Linked DNA regions of Anser cygnoides: regions 2 and 3 are each linked to region 1. The links are chromatin contacts, called in public Hi-C maps. All regions are on one chromosome and are shown on one strand. Each heading gives the region's core, a stretch centred on a gene start, on an enhancer-like site or on the middle of the called end of the contact. The rest is flanking DNA. Distances are from core to core; before and after follow the strand shown. Region 1 overlaps GNAS (GNAS complex locus). Region 2 holds the start of NPEPL1 (aminopeptidase like 1). Region 3 overlaps GNAS (GNAS complex locus).

Evidence for each region. Hi-C and Micro-C count contacts between places; a contact is called where the count stands out from the background.
Region 2: a contact with region 1 is called in a Hi-C map of liver, with 3 times the contacts expected there. The contact joins the promoter of NPEPL1 here to the enhancer-like site in region 1. A contact is called at or near these places in 2 of 7 Hi-C or Micro-C datasets (both in liver).
Region 3: a Hi-C map of liver shows a contact between it and region 1, with 3 times the contacts expected there. The contact joins two enhancer-like sites. A contact is called at or near these places in 2 of 7 Hi-C or Micro-C datasets (both in liver).

What each region holds. Positions count from the first base shown.
Region 1 is chr16:5,304,273-5,308,286 of Taihu_goose_T2T_genome, forward strand. The region is part of intron 1 of GNAS (GNAS complex locus); the gene reads right to left. Among named protein-coding and RNA genes, the nearest start is that of GNAS, 25 kb to the right of the region's middle. Within about 2 kb of position 2,254, at least 3 of the 3 cell types and tissues checked have open chromatin away from gene starts, as enhancers often do. A contact at or near this core is called in liver, where this site is marked.
Region 2 is chr16:5,380,441-5,384,454 of Taihu_goose_T2T_genome, forward strand. It overlaps NPEPL1 (aminopeptidase like 1), which reads right to left and starts at 1,686. Exons shown (of 12, transcript XM_048074600.2): 1 at 1,441-1,686; 2 at 1-171. The coding sequence starts at 1,590.
Region 3 is chr16:5,225,853-5,229,866 of Taihu_goose_T2T_genome, forward strand. All of the region lies in intron 4 of GNAS (GNAS complex locus), which reads right to left. Among named protein-coding and RNA genes, the nearest start is that of NELFCD, 55 kb to the left of the region's middle. Within about 2 kb of position 1,674, at least 1 of the 3 cell types and tissues checked has open chromatin away from gene starts, as enhancers often do. A contact at or near this core is called in liver, where this site is marked.

The DNA.
Region 1 (4,014 bases), core at 1,004-3,503:
ACATTCTTTATGTGTTAAATTCCCTGAAGAACAGAAATGGCCAAGATGTGTTTCAGACATCTGACTATTAGTCAACTATTGTTAAAGTGATCCAATTATTAAATAGGCAAGAATTATTTATTTTACTTATATAAACTATCCTTCTTTGACGGGTCTGGAATAAATTAACACATCCACATGTTTCTTTGCTTACTATGCCAAGAAGAATGACTAATATTTTTCTATAATAATATTTTGATAAGAAAATGAATGTTCAGTTTATATTTGTAATATGAGTTTCTGCATAGTTTTTATGAGCTGAATCAAATATGAAGTGGTCAAATTAGAAGGATTTGAACAACCTAATTTAAAAACAAAACAGCTTTGCTCAAATACAAAAAGTATTTTCTTCGCTACTTTATCAAATGAAAGCATATTTGGGCTGTCAAAAATATACTGGTTAAAGAATTTAGACAGGCTTCATCTGAATTACATTTAAACATCAAAACTAATTTAAAATGATCTAGAGAAACAAGCTGTGGAATGTCCAATCCTCAAAAAAAAAAAAAAGTAATTAAATGCTCAGGGCTTAGCTTACTAAATACAATTACGGACATCCACCTCCTTCCTCCCCTTGCCAGATAAAATGCCCTCACCCGGCCACCTCCAGCCATGGCAGGAGGACTCGCAACACCCTGGAGGCTGACCCCAGACCTGGAAAAGGGGGAAGGCATCCATCCACCTGCATTATAACGCCATGCTTTCCAGCTGTGTTGGTAAGACACCAACACAGACCCTGCAGCGGGCTCGCTCCTCACACCTTCCCCTCCTGCCCACGGACACGAGCCCAGGGCGCAGGGCGAGGGGCAGCCCGCGGACCCCGCCAGACATCGGGGGAGATGTTACAGCACGCTCCCCTGCAACGCCCGGTGCTCCTAACCTGCGTGACAAGTGCCAGTCGGAGAGCTTCAGATCCTCAGTTCCAAAAAATAAAACTAAAAGTGAGAGTCTGATTGAAACCGTAGTTGCCTCTACACTAAAGGAGCTTTCTGTTTTTCCCTACCCAGTGGCTGGGGCAGCTTCAGGAAACAGGTCTGCCTGTCTGTCACAATAATTGTTTCTGCCTCAGTTATCTAGTCCAGTCAAAACAAGCCAAGTTCATAGCCAGAGCTGCAAGAGATTTCGAACAAGATTTCTGCGAGCCCCCCTGCAAGCCGAGCATCTCCCTGACACCCAGCTCGCCTCACCCCACTGCTCCCCGGCCAGGACCACCGGGCCCCTCAACATCACCAACCCCAATACGCAACGGGACCGCTCGGAAGAAAAAATCCACTCAAGGTCTCCCTGTCCTTTCCTATCACACAGCTGACTGCTCCCTCCCTTCGCCATCGCGCGGTCCCCTGGAGAAAAGCCTGCACCTTCCGGGCCGCAGGAAGCAGCGCGGCCCCACTGGGGCTGGGGCCCCGGCTGGCTGCTGCCCTTGAGCCGCTTCTCTGCGGCTCTGTGCGAGATTTATAATCCAGCTGGCTGCCTGGCGGCTCTGCCAGAGCCGGGGGGCCGGAGCGGGACGGCAGCGCTCGGGTCTGCACGCCTGGAAGTGACCGAGGGTCTTGCAAAGCAGAGCCGGACCACTGTCACAAAAACCAAATAAAACCATCCCCCCCCCAAAAAAAAATCCCACACCTAAAAAAGATGAAGAGAAATAGAAAAAAAAGTGAAAACCAACCCTGAAAGGCTTTCTAGCTGGTCTGTCCCCAGACTATGCAGGAGGCTCAGCAAAAGAGGAATTTGTCCCCCACCCCCTCTGGCACAAAGTTGCAGCACGCGCAAACAAACAAAAAAAAAATCCATAAAAAACGCCAAAAAATACCCAAAGCTCATCCTCTGCAGTGTACAGGGTGCCTCTTTAATATTTTCAATCTGCAGAGGGATTTGCTTTGGGATTTCTTGCCGGTGAAGGCAGAGGGAGCAGGGCAGGAGCGGATCAGAAGGGAGAAGTTCCCCAGAGGGTTTCAGAAGTTACCGCACATGTATTTCACCAGCGGCTATTTTTAACCCGGCGGTTGCTATTTTTACCAATGTCAGTGTTTTCCATGTGTTGAACTCTGTCCCCGCGCAGGCTGCGGGGCGCTGCGCCCCGGCCCCCCCCCAGGCGGCCCCCAGGCTCCCTGCTCCCCCCCGCTCCTCCTCCCTCCAGCGCTGGCGTTGGGTTGTGTGCAGCACTTCGGGAGCTCTTTCCAGAGTATCAGCAGGGCCTGGACTCCGCTCCCGCTGCCCCTCCTTTGTATGGATATATCTGGGGGGGGGTGCGTGGTACAAAGTCCAACCGCCAGCACCCAGCAAAGCTCCTGCTTCAACTTCATTCCTCTCCAAACGCATTCCTGCCAACCGGGAGGGGAGAGGGGAAAAAAAAAAAGAAGAAAAGAAAAAGTAAACAAACGCCACTGTTGCTAAGTTTTGCACTTTATACCCTTTTATATTTACAATCCTCTCTTGGCTAAAAATAGCAACACATGATCCATTTATAACTGGCCGGACATGCCCCGAAGCCGCTGGCGGGGCCCTGGCTGATGAAAGGAGCTCTTTGCGTTCCTTCTACCTGAGCTCATCTCGCGCTTAAAGGGCTCAGACAACCCCGCTGCCACAAAGCACACATTGAAACCTCTGCTGCTTCCAGGGGAGATCAGGATAAGGGGTGCAAAAAAATAAAATAGCGTAAAAAAAAAAAAGACACTAAGCCCTACAGGCTGCCCCGTGCCCTGCTTGGCGGAACATGGGAGCAGGGAGGTGCGGGAGGGGAAGGCGGCCCTGGCACCGGGCAGGAGTGTGCCCCAACCCATGGCAAAGGGGCTGTGGAGGCAGCTCGGGACACGATCGAGAAATGACTCTGGAAATCACACCAGAGGCGGCCATGGGAGCGACTGCGGGCTCGGCTCTCAGGACAGCTTGGGTGGTCATTCTGGAAGCGACCTTCGGATGGCAGCCAGAGGTGGCTGCTGGGGATGGCTCCAGAAGTGGGTTGGGAGGTGGCCCTAAAAGCGGCTGGAAATGGTGCCCAGTTTGTCTGTAGACCACTCCAGGCCTGGTTCTTGGGCTTGGGCTGGAGAGCGATTCCAGAACCAGCGCTGAAGCTGGCCTAGAAGCAGCACCTCAACTGCCCGAGGCAGAAATGCACGGATTTATTTGCAATGATTGTTCACACAGGAAGTTTTAAAAATGGGGGATTTTCTTCTTTCACCAGTACTAACATCTTCTGAATCCAACGTTAAAAATTTCCATCAGCACCTGTGAAGGATTCATAGCTGCGCGTGTAGTGTAAACAGCTCGGGAACTGAAGGAGAAGTCACAAGGGCCAGGCACAATGCCCGTTTCAGTGGAAGCCACACCTTCCCTTAGAGAGCCCAGGTGCCACACGAATGCCACTTCCCTTCTAGTATCAACAAGCTTCAATGTTTTAAAGTTTCCTCTTTGAGGCACACGTTTCCTGCTTTTAGTCTCTTGTCGCAGAACCAGGCCCAGGTCAGAGGCAGGACGGCAGGTCACACATCGCCCAGCAGCGGTAACAGAAACTACGGTGCGGGACTACGCTGGCAAACATCACTGTTTTAGCACAGTTTATCACAAAGATGCAAATCCTAGATGCTTAGAAATAGAGTCAAGCCCTCCCAAAATTATGGGACCTAAAGGAAAATACACCTTCCAGTTATGCGTCTTTCAGGTACTTTAGATGTTTCTCAGTACTCTTTAGAGCCAAGGAACACGGTTTGTTTGCAGTGACAGCAAGAGTTCAGTGCAGGATGCCATGGATTGCAGCTCCAAGGAAAAATGTAAGAATCATGGTAGGACCTGGAGAACAATTGATTGGAACAGCTGGCAACATCCTTACCTACATTTATTCTTTACAGCCCTATTTGCTGCTTTTCTGCCATTCTTCTTGGTTTTGGTTTCTTTATGGGAAACCACATCACCTGACATCTCGTCTGTGCCGGAGCTTTCAGGCTACATTTCCCCTCTGTGACTACACCACATACATGC
Region 2 (4,014 bases), core at 436-2,935, 76 kb after region 1:
GACACCTCCTGGAAGACAGTTTCTGACCAGGCGGGTGATGAACTGAGCTGCAGATGGGCTATTGTGTCGGCTGACCCTGGAAGGCAACGCGGCCACAGTGGCGTAATTCAGGTAGAGAGGACAGCTGTCGGTAGGGTTTGGATTCAGAGTGCTTAAAGCAGACTGCCATATCTGAGGAGAAAAGAAGAATTAAAAAAGAAAGAACTGTATCAGACTTTGTTTCCAATACCTAAAATCCTTTATTTAAGAATGCCTCAACATAGTTGGAATGAGACGGAAAGACATTATGCACACCCTTTTAAATGCAATAACCTCTACGACAGTAAAGAGGCAGGAAATATGATGAACCCGTTTATTAATCAGAAAATACAAATGTGCTTTCCATTACAAGTGTCTCTTAAGCCACATGAATTATAATTTAAAAACACACCATTAATGCACAGGCTGCTTCAGACCCTTTTAAGTTAAGACCATTTTGCTACTGATAAATAGATGGACTGATTTACTGGTCCCGTGTTATTCTTTCATACAGCAATTTAATTAAAAACAAAAAAGAAGGCTAGATATTGTCATAAGAGACTCGAGAGCCCAACAAATAAAACTGCCAAGCATCTAGCAACCTAAAAGCCGCAATGCAAAACATCTATCGTTTTGCCACAAGCCATCAACACCATCTAAATAAAAATAGATCCACATACTCCCCAGCAGTAGCTGAAAGCAGGGGAGGAGGAAAGAGATGCGATATCTTTCACCCCTTGCAGGCAGCCAGGCTTAGTCTCCAGCTTGCCACCTGCCACCTAAGAACGTGTATTTCGAGAATTATTTTAATTGCAGTCAGCAGCTTGTCATCTGGGAGGAATGCAAAGCACTTTTCACCCGTCAAAGCGGGTAAAAGGTAAGAGCCGTACGCTTTAAGGGGCAGCGCTGCCCACAGCTCCAGCGACAGGCTCCGGCCACAACCCGCGGCTGCCCCAGGGCCTCGGGGACACCCTGCAGCACCGAGGCGAGCGGGCCCCCGACGGGTTTCGCTTTTCATTTTTCCGTAAGGGCCCCCTCGGGGTGATTTTAGGGCACCGCTCAGCCGGGTAAAGCAAAGCCCCTTCCCGCTCCCGAGGCCGTGCAAAGCCGGGTTTCCCCCGAGCGAGGCCCGGCAGGCCCCGGCCCCTCACCGCGGCAGGCCCCGGAGCCGCAGCCGGGCGGTCCCCAGCCCCCGGGACGGGTCCGCAGCCCCCCGGGGAGCGCCCCGAGGCCGCCCGGCCGCAGCCCCGGCACGGCGCGGGGAGCACCACGAGGCCGGGCCGGGCCGGGCCGGGGAGAGGCGGCCTCGGGAGGGGCCGCGGGCAGCCGGGGGAGGCGGCGGCGGGGCGGCGGTGACGGAGGGGGGCGGCGGTGGTGGTGTGTGTGTGTGGGGGGGTCCGCGCTCCCCCAGCCCGGCCTCACCTCCTCGGTGACCCGCGGCTGCAGCTTGCCCCGCAGCTGGGCCCAGGGCAGGCGGTGCAGGTTGTGGAGCTGGCCCAGGACGAGCAGCGGGCGGCTCTGCGGGTCCGCCTCGCCGGCGCTGGCCTGGAACTCCAGCTGCACGTTCGCCATCTTCCTGCCCGCCGCCCGGCCCGGCTCGGCACGGCCCGGCTCGGCCCGTCCGCACGGCTCCGCCCCGCCGCCCAGCGCCGGCTCGGCGGGGCGGGCACCGCGGCGGGGCGGGCGGCCTCCGGCGGCCGCGCCGGGCACCGCAGGCGGGCGCTGGGCCCGGATGTGGGTCGGGGCCCGGAGGTGGCACCGGGCCGATAGCGGGGCCTCTGCTCGGCCCCGGGAAGCAGCCCGGCCCCGGGGCCTCCGCCTGACGCGTGGGGGGCACGGGCTGCCCGACGGGGATGTGTAAATACGCGTAGGGGTACGGGCCGCTTAAGCTCGTCTGGAAGCTTTGCTTGTGTGGAATATCTACATGAAATAACCTGATAAGCTGTAAATAAAACGTGAAGGAAGCGTGGTTTACTGTACGGTGATGGTTAACTAATAACCACCCCGCCGCATCTTGCAGCTTGTTCTTCCCCTCCTTACTTGGAAGCCACTAAATAATACACACACACAGAGGAGCGGTGTTCCCCTTGCATCTGCTGGGAACCTTACACATAACAAAAAGCAACACTTGTGCTAGACCACAGAACGGCTCGGGTCGGAAGGGACCTCGAAGACCACCCAGTTCCAAGCCCCTGCCGTGGCAGCGATGCCACCCGCTAGGTCAGGTTGCCCAGGGCCTCATCCAGCCTGGTCTTGAACAGCTCCGGGGATGGGGCACCCACAGCTTCTCTGGGCAACCTGTTCCAGTGCCTCCCCACCCTCTGAACGAAGAATTATTAGATGATATTAATAGGCCTTTTGTATTTGACCCGAGTTTCAGAAAACACACATGTAGATCATTTCGGTTTTCTACAATTTCACAGTTCATAGACAACAATGGAAAAAAGATGCTGCAACACTGCAGTGCACAGTGTGACACTCGTAGAGTCTTTCTGCCTCTTCAGTAAAGGTATTTGTACTAATTCCAGCCACCTCCATGTACAATTAAAATGCATGCAATTTTAATCAAGCTGGAACTCTTATTTGCCTCTCATAACTCCATTTAAGGATGGAAATGCTACATTTTGAAAGTGTAGAATCATACAGGGATAAAAATGGAAAGAGCCAAATTCTTTCCTTCATGAAGCTAAGTATCAGAGAAAATGTGCTTCTAAAAACATTACAGAAACAGAGGAAAAAGCCAAAATACACTCTAAACTATAATATGGGTAGTCACTTAAAGGAAACACTGTTTTCCGAGCTCCAACTTTAATAGTAAATTTGTGTTTTAAATATAATAGGATTGTTATCCTTACATTTTTGTATTTGTCAAGCACCTCCTATTAATGTCAGGTCAGGAGGGAATCAATACTCATTAATCTGCAGCTATGTGAAAAGTCTAAATATCTCAAAGGGAGTGCACTTCCATTTATAATGGAAAAGTAAATGCAGATGCAAATAATGGAAGTACATCTAAGAAAAAAATACATATTAGGCTGAATTCCAGAAAAAAAGGCTTTCTTAGAGTAACTCTTACTTGGTCCCTGATGGAACATTATGGAAACTTTATTGCCCAATACATTTAAAATTAGCTTGAATAAAAGATCTAGCAAAATCTATTGCAGAGGTCAATCACGCGTCATCACAGACTGGACAGGATAACCCAATAAACAAGTTCAAACTCCAACACTTGATAACACTTCATGTAGAGATATGAAAGGCAACTTTTATGAGTCTCTTTACCGAGCCAAAGAACATAAGCTGTGTAGGGATTCACTATTATTCCATTACATATGGACAGTGAGCAAAATATGAAAGAGAATAATAGAACAATTATTATTTCTCAATTGAGACATTCAGAAGATTCTACCAGGTAAACTCCTTATCATTTAGTACAGATTCTGCCATTCCTAATACTGCAAGATTCATAATACAGTACTGCCCCAATCTGTATTATTCAAAAGAAACAAAGCAGTAGGAAACGCTCATCTAAATCTAGAACCTTCCATCATTAAGTTAGGGACAGCAGAGGGGCGTCCTAATCAAAACAACAGAATGATTGGGAAAGTCAGTTCTATCTATGATACAGAAACTACACTTATTTTCCACTAATAGTAGTTGCAAACATTTCTACTCATGGGAGCCTCAAAGGAAGTTGCAGCATGGACTAATCTTCCATGGCCACTCCAGTTGTTACTCCTCAAGAAGTTGCAAGTATTAACGGAATTAAGCCATTCAATATTACATATTCCACCGTAATTAATATGCAAAAGCGTAATGGATTCCTTGTTTTAATTAAACTTAAATGTAAAGTTTCTTAAAAGAAAAATTCTTCCATTTTACTTTTCAGAGTTTCTAGAGAACGCTCGCAATAGATATTAATTTACTGTTGCAGCGCTTATAATACTGTCATTTTCAGATATCACTAGAATTAACTTCTGTTAATAAGGAATAGCA
Region 3 (4,014 bases), core at 424-2,923, 79 kb before region 1:
TAGCAGAAGACACCTTCACCTTCTGAAAGATTCCCAATACAACAAATAAACAGCTAACAATTGTATATTGCCTGTATTTGTTTATAGGAATGCAATCAGACCTTTGGAGAAAAAAAAAACAAACAAACCATGAGCGGAAATCATCATGTAAAAGGGATGCTTGTAGAACAGTACTTTGCTTCCAGAAAGATCTAACCACCATCCTGGATTAAAAATGGGGTAATGCAGAGTCTAATCAAGTAAAAATCCTACTTGCAGTACAAAATTTCAACAAGTTGAGTAAGTGGCAGCAGGTAAACAGCAGTTTTATTAAAAGTCAACCAGAGAAAGTGTTAAAGAACTTGGAGGTCGAGTGTTTTGGTTGTAAAAAAAATTAATCCTCAAGAGAGAAGCTCCAGGCCTGGGAAAAAATAAGGAACCAAGATCGGCTTTTGAGAGGCATTCTGAAAGAATAAAATATTAGTAGAAAATGAAAGAGAAAAACTGGACATACTGTCTACACGGTTTTGTTCCCTCCAAATATATAAATACTCAAGAGACTTTTAAAAAATGTTTATGAAGCAATGTTTTATAGGCATTAGGATGTTGGCAGGGAAAAAACATTGGCACAGTAATTGCGACTATGACACCATGTTCACAGGAACCCTAGCATGGACGTGCAACATTACTTTTTCTTTGTAAAACCATAATATAGGGCGGATCTGGCAGCAGAATAGCTTATTTACTAATTCCAGCAAAAGTCAATGCCACTGAAAAAAGAAAAACCACACTACCTACTAAAAGGTGTGTACAGCCATTACACAATGTTGTGGTTAAAACTGGGATTCAATTCCTGGGCAAAGTTCAGCGTCCCATGGAGTTGTGCATTTCATAATAAGAGTTTTAAATAGGTCAGCCACTTACAAGCCTAATGATTAAAGGTCAAACTAAATCAGATTCTAACTGTAAAATTGTATCTTGGAGGACATTCGCTTCCAAGATTAAAGCTTTTAAAAACAACGCTGACCATTGGTTTCAACCCTCTTTACCAACATGCTCTGTATGGTGGGGGCACACAAACTCTGCTTTCGGGATGGGCAGGCAGCGGTGCTGCATTCCCCTAATGACCTGTATTAGGGCACCACGGGATCACGGGGCGGCACGTCAGCAAGGGGTATTCCAAGACAAACTGCACAGGTTGATTTTTCTCCTTTCAGGATAGGTAAATACACAGCAAATTGATTTATTTTTTTATTGCTCGTATCTGAAATCAAGCGATTACTATTGACTGTAAGGCTACTCAGTGAAGGAAGCCAACGGTGTCTTGTCATTCTCCCCGTTTGGGCAGGGATCCTACAACGTGTTAAATTTGTCAAATCAGACAGTTTAATAAGGCACTTACTTGAATAGGGAAACATCTGCATTCCTAATGGTGTGAACAAGTGTTAATTATTGCTTGCTATTTTAGGGAAAACATGCCGATGATATCACAAAGGAAACGCATACCTACAAATAGTTGAAGATATTCTCCAGCTACTGGCACATGTCCAGAGGCGAATACAAAACTCTTTGGGAGAGGCCAGAGTACTCAGCATTTCCCATAACTGAGTCAGAAATACTTTCAGCAAGCATTCAGCCTCATTATCAATAGTTTTTCGTGTTTAGAAAGAAGAACAAGGCTAAAATATTTTGGGTGTCTGTTTACGTTACCTCCACATTTCTAGTAGTAGAAATGAAACCGGATGTTGCTGCAAGAAGGGATAACGGGAAGGGAATTTTATTTAAGAAATTCCTGTCAAGCTTGAACTTTCATTTTTTCCCTCTGTTACGTTTCAAAAAGGCCGCAGTATTTGCGAAATGTGATTCTATACCCATTATACACCACAGCGCCTTTGGTTAAGTCTCCAATAGCATATCAGCACACCATCTCCCTTTCATTTTTACTTTCACGAGATATTTCATCACCGCAGAAGCTTAATCTGTTGATACTGGAACACTACTCAGATTTAATTCTTTCATACAGCTCCTATTTAAAACCCATCGCTCTCGTTAGGGAGGAGGAACTCACTCTTGGTGAGAGCACCAAGATGGAAGGTCGGCAGGTGCGGGCTGCCCATTTGTCAAGGCTTCGCTGTAATTTTAAACCAAGTAATCAATATTCCTCTGCTTCTTCAGGATATACTTACACGTGAAGAGAAGGTAATTCATTAACGAATTAAACCCACTACTAGCATAAAAGGCTCAGGAAAAAGTCTTCTATACCATTTCAGCTCTCTCTTGGGGCAGCAGAGAGCTGTGACAGAGGCATTGCAACCAAGAGCTATTTTTACAGACCTCTGGCTAGGAAGGAAGGTTTAATAAAACTCTGAGAAATTTCCTTTGAGCCTTAAATTAGGGTTTGGAAAATATCTTTGATACTACATCATTTCATTGCTTTTTGTGTAATGAATATATAATAAACTTAAAACAAATAGTCAAATCAAACGACCTTATTGCCTTATGCAACTGCTGAGAACAGCGCCACTTTGAATAACGCGTTGGACGTGGGACCACACTGCAACTTTGCTGTCCCCTTTCAGGTTAGAAACAAAAAGCCAATTTTTGACAGAAACTTCCACCAACAGAAAAGGGTAGAAGTTGATTTAGAATAGGAAGGAACTCTCTCTCAAGACAAATCCAAAGGAACGATCACTGATCACCACACAACCGTTCTGAAGAACCAGAATCTGTATTTACAGAAGTATTCATAGACTCCAAATGCTGTTTACGTGAGGAGATCAGGCTTGCATACATTTACAAGAGATTAATCAAACTTCTGTTTACTTTCTGGGATTGATTTATTTATTTATTTTAAAAGAGTAAAAGCTACCCAGTTTTCCTGAGAGCTTAAGAAATCTTGATTTTTATTGGAACGCTGAAGAAATGTCCTAGGATAATAAAATATCTTGAAGTTATGTAGCTCATACGTAAGGAAGGTTACAAGTGAAACAAACAAATGAAATGTGCTTTTGTAAAAGTCCAGGTCAGGAATATTTCCATGCTTTCACTAGTATCAAAGACAACAGACATTCAATACATGCATGTAAAAATGCACATGCTTTACTACACTGTACAATGTCTCGTGTAAGTACCTAAACTACACCCTGAACTTAGTATTTATTTTTCTACAGGAGCACTGTTAGAACTACTGAAATCATTTGAGCAGCCCTGACTTTCCAAGAGTTCTACCTACTTTGTAGGATAGTCCAGCTATGTGCTTAAAAAGGATTATTTGTGAACATAAACTATTTTAAATCTCATTTATATCCTTCACCTCATATTTCAAATAAATGAAGATCTAATTATTTTTTTCTGAACCCAAGCGAAACACCTATAGGGAGACAACGATAAACACCACAATTAGGTCATGAAAAAGAAAAGGCGAAAGCTACTCTCAGTTGGAGATGCTTTTATTGGTCCTACCAAGCAGAAAAGAGAAAATCTGGAAAGCTGGAATGTGTAACCTCCCCAAAGGCAAGCTGAAAACCCTGATGACCTGGGGGGTTTCTGAAAAGCAGGAGTCTACTGGAAGCGATGCGTGTCCGCGTACCTTTAGAAAACACAACATTCCTGGCAGCAACAGACGTGTGCGGGATCAGAACGGTCAGGCGTGCAGGGCTGCCTCCACCATGCACACACCTTCACGGCCAGGCGAGCTCTCACCAATGTCCACTTGAGTTTCACAGGGTGAAAGGCCTGTGCTTGTGGATCTGTCTCGAGATCTGGGACCTGACATTATGATTCTTTAAATTCCATCATAACTTCATAAGCTAAGGGCACACACCCTGCAGCTCTGCTCCATATAAAAGTCTCCCTGCTGGGAAATCACTGATGACTGTATGTAAAAAGGTAACTGCACAACTTTTCCATCCTACGATATATTGCATTTGGTACTGGAATGATAAAAACAACTTCTAAGTTTAGCACTGAGGGACGTGTGTAAAAACGGCAACAAATACGCGACGGAATCAAAACGTAAGATGGATTACAATACTT